Regions from separate parts of the Mus musculus genome. Here region 2 is linked to region 1. Evidence: chromatin contacts called from public HiChIP or PLAC-seq data. All regions are on one chromosome and are shown on one strand. Each heading gives the region's core, a stretch centred on a gene start, on an enhancer-like site or on the middle of the called end of the contact. The rest is flanking DNA. Distances are from core to core; before and after follow the strand shown. Region 1 overlaps Gm10863 (predicted gene 10863). Region 2 overlaps Gm41362 (a long non-coding RNA gene).

Evidence for each region. HiChIP or PLAC-seq counts read pairs in DNA pulled down with a chosen protein or histone mark.
Region 2: a contact with region 1 is called in a FOXA1 HiChIP or PLAC-seq map of pancreatic cancer cells. The contact joins two enhancer-like sites. A contact is called at or near these places in 3 of 39 promoter capture datasets (liver, neutrophils and pre-B cells) and 1 of 115 datasets of contacts at active chromatin or transcription factors (pancreatic cancer cells).

The regions. Positions count from the first base shown.
Region 1 is chr15:79,173,840-79,181,049 of GRCm38.p6, reverse strand. All of the region lies in intron 2 of Gm10863 (predicted gene 10863), which reads right to left. Among named protein-coding and RNA genes, the nearest start is that of Gm10863, 11 kb to the right of the region's middle. Within about 2 kb of position 3,974, at least 37 of the 459 cell types and tissues checked have an H3K27ac peak or open chromatin away from gene starts, as enhancers often do. A contact at or near this core is called in pancreatic cancer cells, where this site is marked.
Region 2 is chr15:80,051,700-80,058,909 of GRCm38.p6, reverse strand. Gm41362 (a long non-coding RNA gene) reads left to right here. Exons shown (of 3, transcript XR_875493.1): 2 at 3,100-3,131; 3 at 3,762-5,692. Among named protein-coding and RNA genes, the nearest start is that of Gm41362, 4.4 kb to the left of the region's middle. Within about 2 kb of position 4,674, at least 83 of the 459 cell types and tissues checked have an H3K27ac peak or open chromatin away from gene starts, as enhancers often do. A contact at or near this core is called in pancreatic cancer cells, where this site is marked.

The DNA.
Region 1 (7,210 bases), core at 2,725-5,224:
TGTTCATAGTTTTAAAAGATGTCCATGGAGCGGACACAGTAGCTTTTTCCTATAACCCCCTGCGCTCAGGAGGCTTGGAACCCCGGGCTGCCTGCCCTCAGCCCTGTGCTGTCTACTTAGCATCCATCCCTACACAGGGCTTGTGGGGGAGCTGAGAACAGTCCCGACCCACCTGCTGTCCACCTGAGGCTCCCTGTGAGGATCTCTCTCTAGACCATGGAGCCAAGCCCTCAACTCAGCCTTCTTTACTGCTCCATCTTTGTGAACCTCATCACCCAAGAGGATTGGACCAGAGTTGAGCTACATAGTGACTTCCAGGTCAGCCTGACTAATGCAGATTCTGACTTTAAAAAAATCAAAACAAGAAGGTGGGCATGGAATCACAGTGTTGGGGGATGGGGGTCAGGAGGATCAAACATTCAAGCTCAGCCTGGGCTACAGGAGAACCTGCTGCAAACAAAAACAAAAATAGCTTTGTAGGTTTTCAGTAGGAAAAAAGATGTCGAGACAGGGTTTCTTTGCGTAGCCTTTGCTGTCTTGGAACTAGCTCGGTAGACCTGGCTTGCTTCAAACGCAGAGATCCACCTGCCTTGTCCTCCTGTATGCTGGGACTAAAGGCGTGCACTACCACTGCCTGGCTTCAATAGAAATTTTCATTAATTTCTATTTTTCTATCTTTGTGTATTTTATGTGTACATATGTGTTCCTGGGTGGGGCACAGTCAGGGTCATTATTTGGTATCTTTATCATCACTCTCACCTTAGACTTTGAGACAGGATCTCTCATTGAACCTGAAGCTCACTGGCAGGCCAGCAAGTCCTGGGGATCCCCCTGCCTCTGCCTCTGAAGCACTGGTATAATAGGTGCCTGCTTCTATGCTCAGTTTTGTATTGAGTTCAGGGGATCTAAACTCATGTATGTCCTCATGGTTGTATGATAAACACCTTTTTCACAGAACCATCTCCCCAGCCCCTTCTTTGTGTATCCATCCTGTGGCTGACATTTTTTTTTCTTCCAGTCTCAAAAAATTTTATAGCCCAGTAGGAAATTCACAAGCCCTGGGCTGTGAGGCTCCTGTGTCAAGAATTATGAGTATCAAGAATTAGAAGATGCCCAACACAAGCTGGGAGCGGTGGCACACACCTTTAGTCCCAGCACTCAGGAGGCAGAGGCAGGCAGATCTCTGAGTTCAATGCCAGCCTGGTCTACAGAGTTCCAGGGCAGTCAGGGCTACACAGAGAAACCCTATCTCAAATAAACGAAGAAAAGGATGCTTAAGACTACTTCTGCCTCTGTGCTACGCTGACCTCTGCTGTGTAGTCTTTAACCATCCATCTCTTCCTTGGATCTGCGTACCTTAGAGCAAAGCAGAGCCAGGCTCTTGGGTCAGTTGAATTTTAAGTTCATGATTTCTCAAGCTACCAATCTGACTGCAGCCCCTGTGTGTTTCTCAGTCAAGAGGATAACTAGAGAGCACTTCCTTCTGAGGCTCTCTGAGCATGGCACGGAGCACAGTGGCCAGAACATCATATGCCCACAAGTCACCCCTTTAGAGCCTTATAGATAAATTCCATCACCCCTACTTTATAGATAAGAAGAAAGAGACTACAGAGTGAATCTGAAGATTACATGGAACTGTGTGATCCCAGTTTTTCTCATCTTTCTCCACAACCCTACCCGGGCATCCTTCGCTCCTTCCCTGTTCTTGGTTCCCACTGAGACCCAGACTTCACTGATTCTTAGACTCCATCTTGCCAGCATCTGGGCTAGCTCAAAAGTGTCAACCAATCCCATATTCTCAAAGTTCCCGTTGGGAAAACAACATCAGCCAAAGCCAAAAACTTCAGAGCCACTCAAGAGGGATGGTGGGACCTGGTAGGCCTCCCTTCCATTGTTCTGTGGCCTGTGTTCCCTGAGGATCAAACACCCACCACAGCTCCAAGCTGAGCAGGAGGCATCGAGTATACACACTCTCCAGCCCTGTACCCTCTGCATCTCTCGTTAGTGCCTTGCCTCTATACAGAGTTTGGGAGTGGAGGAGCTTAGAAGAGGCTAGGTCCATTGCTGACCACCTTTGAGGCTGCCACTGGGAGATTCCTCTAAAGGCCACTGGGTCAGTTATTTAACGAAGAACTCCAAAATGGCCCTTCTATACTCTTCCATCTTTGTGAACCACGTCACAGAATTGGTGAAAAGAAGATCAATTTGTCACTGACCATCTTTGCCAATCCTCTTCCCACCCTGGCTAGGAATAAGGAACCACCCAGGTCCATTCGACTCCTGGCAGCAGCTGGGAGCGTGGCTGCAGGCGTCCAGCCTCCCAGCTCTGGACGGCTGATATTTATCGTCAGGTTGGCAGTAGCTAGAATTATGAGGAGAGAAGTCTCTGGGCATGGCTCTGAGGAGTGATCTAGATTAGACCTAGGTGGGAAGACACAGCCCTGAACGTGGGCGGTGCTGTTTCATGGGCTGGACTGAAGAGAAGGAAGGAAAGCGAAGGCCTGGGGCAGAGGGGGGGTGCGGGGGGGGGGTGACTCAGCTTGATGCTCTTGCAGAGGACCCAAACTCAATTCCTAGCACCCGCATCAGGCATCACACAACCACCTGTGACTGCGCCAGCATACACCCTCCTTTGGCCGCTGTGGGCATCTTTGTGCATATGTGTGCGCACACACACATACATACATAATTAAAATGAGAGAGACAGAGAGACCAGCATTCATTGTCTACCTGACTGTGGATGAAATATAGCCCACTGAGTCACGCTTCCTGTGGCCACGGATCCCCTCCATTATGGGTGGCACCCCCCAAAAAAAATATCAGCCGGAACAAGCCCTTTCTCCTTACATTGCTTTTATCGAGTATTTTGTTAGAATTCCTAGGCAGGTAACTAATACACAGCCCGATGCAGAAAGACCACTATACTCTGCTTATCTCCTGGTGCTGCAGGAAGTACTACCTTCTCCAGACTCTGGCTCCCGACTTGCACACTTAGAGGGTGAAGCCAGGCTTCCCCATGCATCAGTCCCCATGGTGATTAAGGCCGACTCAGGAGGAAACCAAGGTCTGAAGCACTCCAGAGCTGCCATTGTGCCACACAGGGTCTGTTCCCTGGCTCTCTACCACACTACAGGCCATCAGAGAGGCAGGAACAGGGTGGTTTATCAGACACAGAAGGGCACTGAGCTCAGGACGCCCAGAACCTCACTCCAGCAAAACTGCAGCTGAGGGACTGATGGGACTCTTGGGGCTGGGGCTGCTGGGTGCAGTTGCAAGCAGCCAAATGATGTGCAGAGCAAGGCTTCTAGCTAGAGGGCACCAGGTACAGCCCAGACTTCCAAGAACTGTAATGGGCCTAAGCTAGCGCTCAGGGATAAAGAATTTACCTCAAAGGCAAAAGGCCTTGGGTTTGACCCCTAGCACCAAATAAGCAGCTAAATATATCATTTCAATCTGAATAACATGGGCTTGCTGGCACACATCAGCCCAGTCAGGCTCAGTGGCACATGCCTTTAATCCCAGCACTACGGAAGCAGAGACAGCTGGACCTGGGGAACTATGAGTTCGAGACCAACCTGGTCTATATATAGAGAGAGAGACCCTGTCATCCTGTCCTTCCCCACCTCCCTGTCCCCACTCCCACCCCAAAAAAAGAAAAAGAAAGAGAAAGATAAAAACAAAACAAACAAACACACATAGTGGCTCTATCCAAGGGTTACATGTCTGTTAAGTTTCATTTCTTTTCTTTTCTTTTTTTGGTTTTCAAGACAGGGTTTCTCTGTGTAAGCCTGGCAGTCCTGGAACTCACTCTCTCACTCTGTAGTCCAGGCTGCCTACCTCTCTGCCTCTGCCTCCCAAGTGCTGGGATTAAAGGCATGCGCCACCCCTGCCCAGCTGTCTGTTACGGTTCATTTCCCCGAAAATGAAGCCGCCAGCTGAGGGTGATACAGCCAGGCTGAGTCACAAAACCAGAGATGAGGTGTCTGACTCAGACGGCCAGGTGTCTTGCACCAAGTGTATGCACAGTCTATGCGTACTGTGTTTGGTGAGACTCCACATGGGGGTGGGGGGTGGGGTGTTTCAAAACACTAATCTGGAGACAGACAACCTGGGTCAACACCAAGCTCAGCTCTAACCCAGGACAAGCTAGTGCCCTTCCAGGCCTCCGTATATGTGCCCACAAAACCTGAAGTGTGGCCTGGAGCGCCTCCAAGGCCTGCCCTGGGCTGTGACATTTCAGATGACTCTGGGGGCCGCTGGTCCTCTGCCACAAGCCAGGCTGTGGGTGACATTGGAAGGCTTGTCTCAGCAGCAGATGAGCTTTGTCCCCTGTGTGAGCTGAGCTCCCTGATGCTCCCCTCGAATGCAGGCAACTAAAGGATCCTGAAGTCACCTAGTGGGATATGCCTGAGCTGACCATGGAGCTAGGTCAGAGGAATTCCTGGGACCAAGACCAAGGGCACAGCCCAGGAGCACAGGCCAGCCTTGCACAGCAGCCTGGGGGTTCAGGTGAACCTAGGACCCCCTAAGCAAAAATAGGGACAGGTGGAGGATCCCAGAAAGTGGGAGCAGCAGCCAATCCTATGGAGAGTCCAGCCATCTAGGAATGATAAAAAAACAAACCCCAAACCCTTGGTGAGGGATGGCCAGACCAGGTCTCCCTGCTGTGTGGGGACATAGATGCATCCTTGGAGACAAGATCTGTCTTAAGGCGTGATAGCCACATGCCATGGGTACTGTGACCAGCAGGCCCTCATGCGCTTCTCTTGATATCTGTGCCTCAAGCCTCCATTTCTCTCTCTCTCTCTCTCTCTCTCTCTCTCTCTTTCTCTCTCTCTCTCTCCCTCACATTCCTCTGGGAGCTGATCGGGGCTTGAATGACACCCCAGTCGACTCCTTGCTATTAATTCCCACACAGAGAATAGGGCCCTTGTTCCCTGCCGGAGGAATGGTCAGAGCCATCCCAAGAGTTCCTGACTTAACCCTTCTCCTGACTGCGACTCTGCTGTCTCTCAAAGACCAAAGACCAGCAGGGACCAGAGTAGACCGGGGAACAGGGAGGACAGGAGGGACTGCCAGCCCAGCCCATGGCTCCTGCAATCAAGTCCCAGGGTGAGAAAGGAGACCCAGCCCAGCATCTGAGAGCTGGACCCCCTGCTCTATACCCAAAATTCCCACAGTGAAGTCCAGAGAGGGAAGAACACGGCCCCCTCCCCTTTGCAAGTGAACCACCCAGCACGGTTCCCAGGGACAAGGCTTCTCCTTCGTCCTACCCCACTCTCTGGCCCTTCACCTCTCTGTGACTCTCCCAGATCTGTAGGCCTGGCTGTAGGACCCCTGAGCAAGTTGGCCTGCGCTCACTCAGGTACTGCCCTACCGACCTTTGCTTGTTAACAAACAGACCTGAACCTTCCAGTCTCAGATCCATGCAGTCAGGGCCTTCCTCCCTGCCTGTGTCCTGCCACCAGCAGTCAATAGTGCTATGGGGGTCCAGGACAGCCAGCAAAGGGGCTGAAGGTGGGGAGTGGAGCTGGATATGGGAAAAGGCGACTTGGTCTGGGCTCAGGCCAAGGGAGGGGCTGGTGGCCCAGGGCACACGGGTAGCCTGGAGCCAGGGAGGGAGGGCTTGGAGGACAGCCCCAACCCTTGAGGCCTGCTCTCTCTGGCGTCCTTCACAGAAAGCTTGATCTGTCCAGCCTGTCACCTCTCCTGTCATGTTGTGGTTGTTGGGTTTTTTCCCATGCTCTCTAACCCCCAGGCAGCCCCACCTCCACCCCAGAGAAAGACAGGGAGATGTGAAGGAAAAAGAGAAGAGTCTGAGGGAGGGTGGGGATGCCCAGGAGGGGAGGGGAATGGAGAGAGAGAGAGAGAGAGAGAGAGAGAGAGAGAGACCTTGAAGGTCATGAGACTGGATAAAGAGAAGCAGGGAAAGAGATAACCTTAGGCCTGAGGGAACTGACCACTAAGGGAAACAAAAGAGGGGCGGCAGCACGCACCTTTGATCAGGAGGCAGGGGCAGGCGGATCTCTGTGAGTTCAAGCCCAGCCTGATCTATATAGGTGTTCCAGAACAGCCAATGGTTACATAATAGAAAGGCTCTGGAGAGAGAGAGAGAGAGGGAGAGAGAGAGAGAGAGGAGAGAGAGAAAGAGAGAGAGAGAGAGAGAGAGAGAGAGAGAGAGAGAAGAGGAGAGAAGAGAGAGAACAAATTATTGAGGCAGAAAGAAGAAACAGTACAGAGAAGAATCAAAACAGAAAGAAATGGAGGAGTCAAGAGGAAGAGAGTCTAAGGAGGGGAAGTTAAACAGAGATAGCTCCAGGCAGACCCTGGACCTCTCAGGATCCTGTGTCCCTCTGGCAGGTGACTGCCACACACTCCGTGCAGCCTATGTACCTTACAGCCCCAGTGGTACAGCAGCTAGTCCCTGTCCCAGACAGCCTAGGGAAAGGACCTGGCCCCATCGTGGAAGTTTTGAGGCTGGGGAGAGGGACTTTGAAAACAGCAATGCTTCCAAAAATATCCCTGCCGGGGTACATCTTCAGAGCTGAGCTTTTAAAATTATAGAGTTCTACCCAAATCTACAAGTCCAAGTGGGACCTGGAAATCTCCATTCACAAGTTCCCCAGAGAGGCTGTTGTGACACCAGGCTTTGGGCTACCTTGGCAGTGGTGGCCAGAGAAGAGCTGTGCCCACCTGAGATCACAGAGCAATTCCCAACAGGCCCTGGCCTCCCAGGGAAGCTTGAATAGGCTCCAGCTTTCTCTTCTTCCTGCAGGGTGGGCTCCAGGGGGCGGTGCCCACTGTGCATCCCTCTATTTCAAGGTCCAGGCACAACTCTAGGGGCTGCTGGGGCAGTAGCCACCCAAAAACCCAGAAAGGAAAAATTTGGGTAGGAATAGGATTTCTGTCATCCCCACCCACGTCCTCAGAGTGCCAAGGCCTGGGGCTGCAAGCTCTCACCAGAATGGGGGTGGAGGGCGGGACAGGAGGGAGGAGGGGAAGACACAGGGGGCTTCCTGTCCCCCCCTTGCCCTGACTCCTTGGGTTCAGGGCTGGGTCCCCTGGGGGGGTGGCATCTGAGGCTGACAGATCTGCCCTGTCCTTCCTGACTGCCTGGGGGGGGGGGGCAGCTCACATCTCTAGCCCCTCCTCCCCATGTTTAGATACCAGGGGCCTGGTTCCCCAGTAAACTATGCTCCATTCCAGGGCC
Region 2 (7,210 bases), core at 3,425-5,924, 880 kb before region 1:
GAGGTTGTACATGGCTGGCCCATGCCAAGATGCCTCTGAGAAATCACCCTATGTAACAGATCTGGTTAAAGGAGGTTTATATGGGGGAAGGGAGGGGCGTGAGGGCCTGGATAAGAGAGGCAGACAGATGGGAGCAGAACTTTGAGGGCAGAGAATGGGGCACAGAGAAGGACAGAAGTGTGTGTGTGTGTGTGTGTGTGTGTGTGTGTGTGAAAGACTGGCAGGGAGCACGTGGGAACAGAGGAAGAGAAAAAGAAAGAGTGACTTGGGGTGGTGAGCAGTGCTTTTGGTTTTTTGTTTTGTTTGTTGACAGGGTTTCTCTGGGTAGCCCTGGCTGTCCTAGAACTCACTCTGTAGACCAGGCTGGTGTTGAACTCAGAAATCTGCCTGTCTCTGCCTCCCAAGCGCTGGGAGTAAAGGCGTGTGCCATCACTGCCTGGGAGCAATGCCTTTATATGCGGCTCGTACCTAGAGACAGGTAATGATGGCAGGAAGTGATGTAAGCTGGTGATGAGGTAAGCTGTTGCTAAGTCCCTGGGAAGAGCCTAGCGGAACTGCCTGTAAACCAGCACTGTACAGTACTGTGACCCCAGAACTTAGAAGGTGGAGGCAGAAGGTCAGGAGTTCAAGGTCATCTTCAGCTACATTAGGAGTCTGAGGAACTCCAGCCTACATGAGGCCACGTTCAACCAACCAACCAACCAACCAACCAACCAAAAACCCTACCACTGAGCTGGGCATAATCGCAGCCCTCAGGAGGCAAAGTCATCTCAAACAAAACAAAATAAAACAAACAAACAAAGCCACCCAACCCTCAAGCAAGCAAGCAAGCAAAAAATCAACTCCCCCCCCCAAAAAAAAGATCAAAAATTCAAACGAGGAGCTCATGCCTGTAATCCTAGCACTTGGTAGGCTGAGGCAAGAGGATCACTGGGAATTTAAGGCCAATCTGGGCTCCAGAGTGAGACCCTCTTAATACAAAGAAAGAAAAGAAATGTCAACGAGGGGACATGGGTCTGTGGAGAGTATTTGCTTCTTGTGTGTAAGGCCACCAGTGTGAGCCCCGGCAGAGCAAAAGAAAAAAGTCCCCGTGGGCTTTCACTCCATACACACAAGAAGTGCCTCTCTCTAGCCTGTGTAGTGGGCTGACAAGGGTTCTCCGGGTTCCTACCTGCTGGGTGCCTCAGAACGTGACCTTATTAGGAGGAGGGTTGCTCACTAATTAGAGGGAAGATCTCAAAATGAGGTCATCCTGGAATGGGAAGGGCAGAAATCCAGGTAGAGCCCTTCTGAGAGGAAGGAGTGGGCTACTTGAAAACCAACTGAACCCACTTGGAAAGAGGCAAAGAGTAGAGGCCCGCAGCAGCATCAGAAGCAGGAAGAGGCCAACTTTTTCCTGACATCCTTGGGTGCAGACTTGTTACCGGCGGATTTGGGACTTCCAGAGTGCAGGACGTACGGCAGTAGATGTCTGGTGTTCCAGCTTCAGTTTGTGGTTACAGAGGGAACCATGTACACACTCCATCACCAGCCCTTGCCAGCCAGCCGGCTGTCCCTCCGCTTGCCTACACAGCTGCTGAGGGTACACACAGGCTTGGTTTTTTTTTTTTTTTTTTTTTTTTTTTTTTGTTGTTGTATGGATGAGTATGCATGTGCACATGCGTACTTATTCTTGTGGATGTCAGAAGTTAACCTCCATTGTAATTCTTCAGACAGGAACTTGCAGTAATCCCTCTATGCCCGCTTCCCAAGAGCTAGGGTCACAGACATGTACCGCCACATCTGGCTTGACTGTGGTCTCTTCCCACATGGGGTGTGTGCATGGAAATAAGGAATACAGAATAGGGGCCATGGAACCTTGGGGTCTTCCTTGGGAGCTCTGACAAGGGCTGATAGGGTACTCTGCCCTGTCTGAGTCGCCACTTGCTCCATCCCCTTGGGGCTGCCTTCTAGCTGAGGTACCAGGCCAGTGGGGCCTCTGTAGCCACACACAATGGTCCCTCTGTGTGTGTGGCACAAAAGAAAATGTGAATGGAAAGGGTAAGGGTGAGGGCAGAGGAAATACGGCCGCCTGTACTAGAATAGAGTTTTGGCCTTGGTGGAGGTCTGGGGTCCAGCATTGGGTGTGAGGCTCTGAGGCTCTGGGCTAGACATTAGTTGACTGCCTTGGGGTCACCTCCATTCTCACTGTGGTGATTTCAAATAATCCTTCCCTCCCACCCCCAATTATTTAATCCAGATGCTGATAGATGAGGGTCACATGACCTTCTCTGGCTTCTGGGCTCTCTCTGTAGGTAGGTACATAATGAATGTGGCACAGTGATAGTGGAGGGGTTTCTGGGAAACTGCAACTTTGGAGGGCTGAGAGGTGGCACTGATCTTTCAGAGAACCTGAAATCAGCTTCCAGCACTCACATCAGAATGGCTTACAAGCACCTGTAACTCTAGCTTTAGGAGATCTGACACCTTCTTCTGGCCTCTGGGGGGGTACCCAAACTCATGTTCACAACACACACACACACACACACACACACACACACACACACACACATACACACACACACACACACAAATAAATCTTTAAAACAAACAAACAAACAAACAAACGATACTTTCTACTTCCCAGCTCTTGGGAAGCTGGTCTCCGTGCTCTGATGCCCAACAGCTCCCAGATGAGACCCACCTGGGAAGCAGTAGAGGACCAGCTGTGAGTCCTGCAGGGCTAATGGGTTGTCCAGCCTGTCCAGGGCCCTGGCTGATGGGAGGAGAAGGCTCGGCTGAGCCTAGCTCAAAATGCAGATTGAAGCTAGATGAATGCTTGCTTTAAAACAAAAATGAAACAAAACAAAACAAACCCCCCTGTGTGCACATGTGTGCGCACGCACATGCGCGCGTGCGTGCGTGTGTATGTGTGTGTGTGTACGTGTACACAAGCATGTATATACACTTACAAGGGGCTCGTGCAAAGGTCAGAGAACAACCCCGGGTGCCATTCCTTATTTTCTACCTTGTTAGACACAGGTCTCTTTGTTGTCATAGCTACATACATTAGTCTAGCTGGCCTAATCTCTTCTGTCTCTCCCTCTTCTCTCTGCACAGGAGCATTGGAATTACAGCCATGCGCTGCCACGGTAGGCTTTTTGTGAGTCTTTGGAATCCACGCTCAGGGGCTTATACTTGTATGACAAACATTCTAATCACTGAGCCATCTCCCCGGCTTCTGCTCTCGTTTCCAGCGTAACATTTCAGGCCTGTATGCTTCATACATAGCAACAGATAATTGTAATTCTTCCAGCCGGGCGTGGTGGCACATGCCTCTAATCCCAGCACTCAGGAGGCAGCGTCAGGGGGGTCTCTGAGAGTCTGAGGACAGCCTGGTCTCCTAGTGAGTTCTATTTATGTAGTCAGGGCTACACATAGAGAGACTGTCTCGAAAACAACAATTGGCAATTTTTCCATGGTCATTAACATCACCTTTGATGCCCGGGAGCTGGTGAAGAATGTGGGCTTCGTGGAACACTTATCAGTGGGCACTGAGCCCCTTTCCTAACCCCAGCTTCTGGGTCTGAAGGTGACAGCTGTAAGAAAGCTCAGCTCGTGAGTGTGGCAGAGGGGGGAGATGGAGTGATTGACAAGGGACCTGGTGACATGGGAGTGCTCCATTGATGGCTGTTGTTTATTATTACCATAGGCTTTTGCTTTTTATTTTTATATTGTTATTATTGTCAGCTGGATTTTGTTTATGTTTTGTTTTGTTTTAGATCCCTCAACTGCTGGAATTACATGCACCACCGTACCCATATTTATGTGGTTTCTGAGTGCTGAACCCAGGGCATGCTGGGAAGGTAGCTGACCACATCTCCATCACCGGCATTTTCATAAGCAGTAGATCATCTCTTTCTCCAGGCAAGTCTTTGCTGCTCACCTCTTCAAGGACCTCTTCTTCCAAGAAGCCTTCCTTGGCTACCCCAAGCTACATGGCACCTCTGGCCTCCTGCAACAAGGGTCGTTCCACATGTCCATTGCTTGTCTACAGCCATCACATTGACACTATGTGAGGGTACCCTTTGTGAAGCCAGCAAAAGGCTAAAGTCTCAAAGCTGCGACAGAGAACATGGGCACACAGTGGGGGCTCTGAAAATGTGATTTTCTGTTTTTTTAAATATAGCTGTGACCGCAGCCTGGGCCACCTCCCTCAGACTGTGCAGGCCACTTCCCTCAGACTATGCAGGTTTCTTTGTATACCAGTATGCCTGCTTGAGTTGTGTCAATACAAGCATTTGCACACATGGATGTGGTTTTGGCATCTGCAAGAAGGGATATAGGTATGATTACACACCACCATTTACTGCCACGTCTATGCAGAGGCTCATGGGCATGGGTGTGTCCCTATAACGTGCCCTGACACTGGGGCATGCCTCCGTGTGCCCAGAGCAAGGCTGTGGCAGGGAAAGTGTAGCAGCTGCTAGATCCAGGTTCTGCCATTTCTCATTTGGGAACTAAAAATAACCCAGCGCCCAGCCCTATCCCAGGAGTCAGGAACCAGCCCGCAAGCCTCACAGGACACCCCAGGCTGGCTGTTGCTTTTGTCCCTTCTTAGGCTACCATACTCCCTAGCCTTCCCTGCCTTGGGCTCCCATGACCTCATTGCAGGCCTTGCTCAACCAGGGCCACAGGAGGAGGAAGGGCCAAGGCCACGCCCATGTCCAGGCAGCTGGATACAAGCAAGGCCTGATAAGGTCAAGCAGGGATTGGGGTACACCCCCGCCTCCAACCAGGGCCAGGCAGGCAGACATGAGTCAGCACAGGGGGCCATCAGCAGCCCAGGCCTGGCCACAAGCAGGTGACAGAGGGCTCAGAGGAGAGTTCTTTCCCAGGAGGCCAGAGATGGGTGTGGAGGACTCACCTGGTCTCTGGCCTCACTTTCCCACTCCTCAGCCTCACTTCCACCCCAGAAGCCCCTTGGAGAGTCCCTCCTCCCCTGCTGGCTTCCTGTCAGCTCTGGCCATACCCTTGTCCTTGAAAAAGTTGTCGGCCTCTTGCAAAAGAGCTTCTGACTTAGCTTAGGAAGTGCCCGTCCCTGAGTGCCATCCCTGCCCTCCCTAGGCAGGTGGTCAGCATTGCCTTCTGGTCCGGAAACATCTCAGAGTCCCCCCTTCTCTGGGAAGTCAAGTCCTTTTCACACACATCCAGACCTGAGCTTTGTAAGGCCCTGAAGCGTCTTTTGAAATTCTACCCACACGATGGACCCTCACAGGGTCCAGTCACAGGCCAGGAGGGGTCATTGTTGTCTTCCTTTACAAGGAACAAAGCCACAGCCCTGTAGGACACATGCTGGCTGGAGACTCGCCAGGCTTCATCTGAGACCAAGCACGCTCCAACATCCACTGTGGCTGTTCTGATCTTTCCTGCTACTGTCTTCAGTATTGACAACCCAGGTCAAGGGCCCTGAACCTGGAAAGATGTACAGCTAGGGCTGGGTCAGCCTGAGCTGCGTAGTGAGACTCTGTCTCAAAACAACAACAACAACAACAACAACAACAACAACCCATGTACTGCTCTTGCAGAGAACCTGAATTCAGTTTCCAGGACATAAGTGAACTGCTCAATTGCTCACAACTTGAGCTCCAGGGGATCTGACGCCCCCTTCTGGCCTCTGAGGGTACCTGCACTTATGTGCACATACCCACTTCTGACCCCATATATACATATAATTAAAAATTTGTTTTTGTTTTTGTTTTGTTTTTGTTTTTGTTTTTGTTTTTTTTGGTTTGCTTTGTTTTGAGGCAGGATCTCACCATGTATCCCTGGTATGTAGACCAGACTGGCCCTAAGATTACAGAGAGCTGTCTGTCTCTGCTTCCCAGATGCTGGAATTTAAAGTTGAAAGTGTTTGGAGATAAGAGGTGACGAAGGCAGATATCACCTAAGCCTCCCAGGAGGCAGAGAGCAGTCATCCAGAGAGCCGTGACAAATCCAGAGGGAGGAGTCCTAGCTTGTCTCTGTCGCTGTGATCAGCACCCTGAATGAAAGCGACTTGGGGAGGAAAGTATTTATTTGGCTTAGCCGTGTGGATCGCACAGTCTGTCACAGAGGGAAGTCAGGGCAGGAACCCAAGCAGGAACAGAGGCAGGAGCTGTGGAAGGAGGCTCGGGCCTGTTCCAAGGCTCATTTTTTATAGTCGTCCAGGAGTGGCACTGACCACAGTGGGCTGGGCCATAGGCTTAGGTTTGTATCAAGTTGGCAAAAACTAACCCTCACAATGTGACTGTTGGGAACCAATCAAAGGAGGAGCAGGCAGAAAGCAAAGGAGTTATGGGTGTCCCTTGAGAATCTTCCCAGTGAAGATGTATTCTTCTGTTTCTTCTACGAGCAAATCCAAACTGCTGCAGTTATCTCTGTGCCTCTTTACTGTGTGACTTTAAGCGAATATCTTAACCTTGCTGGTCTTTTCATCAAAAGAGTCAGTTAGATGGTGAGCTATCTCTTCCTGGGCCAAGGGACACTGTGAATTCCCAGGATGCTTTGCCTATGGACCCACTTGGGCAGGATGTTCAGTGGAGGCAGGGACACACACCAGTTATTAGCTCCTTTGGGAGCTGCTCAGCCCCAAGCTGTGCCAGAGGTTTAAGGATGGTAAAGGCTGACTGGCTGGTAGCCGGTCCTTAGACCCCGGCTGGGGCATTCCAGGAAGAAGTCCAGCTGCTCTCAGCCCAGCTGGACAGCGGGAGTGTGGGGTATGGAGGGGCCGGAATGGCCACCTGACTCAGGGAAGGAACCTGAAACCATTCTGGGCCAGGAACTGAACTGAACACAGAGCCCTGGGTGAGAAGCGTAGGCTGACGAAGGGGAGGCCCCGGGACTTGGCCTGTCCCTGAGCCAACTTCCTCAACATCCGGTTCCTGACTCAGTTTCCTCCCGTGTAAAAATGAGGGGGGGTGTGTCACCGCTTCACAGAGCTGTGCAGAGGGACCCAATGAGCAGTACGGTACAGTAGGGTTCTTTGAGGATCCCTTCCCCCATCCTCTGTGGGGACCTCAGGGACACCTGCAGACCCCCTTTTATGTCCCAGACTTAGAGACTTAAACAAGAGGAAGAAGAGGAAATAGTTAAACGCAAATAAACAAAATGGGGCCCCAGCAGCCGGCGGGTTTCTTGAGGAAAAGCTGCTAATCACATAGCCAACCATTAAAATGCGTCAAGAGGTTCC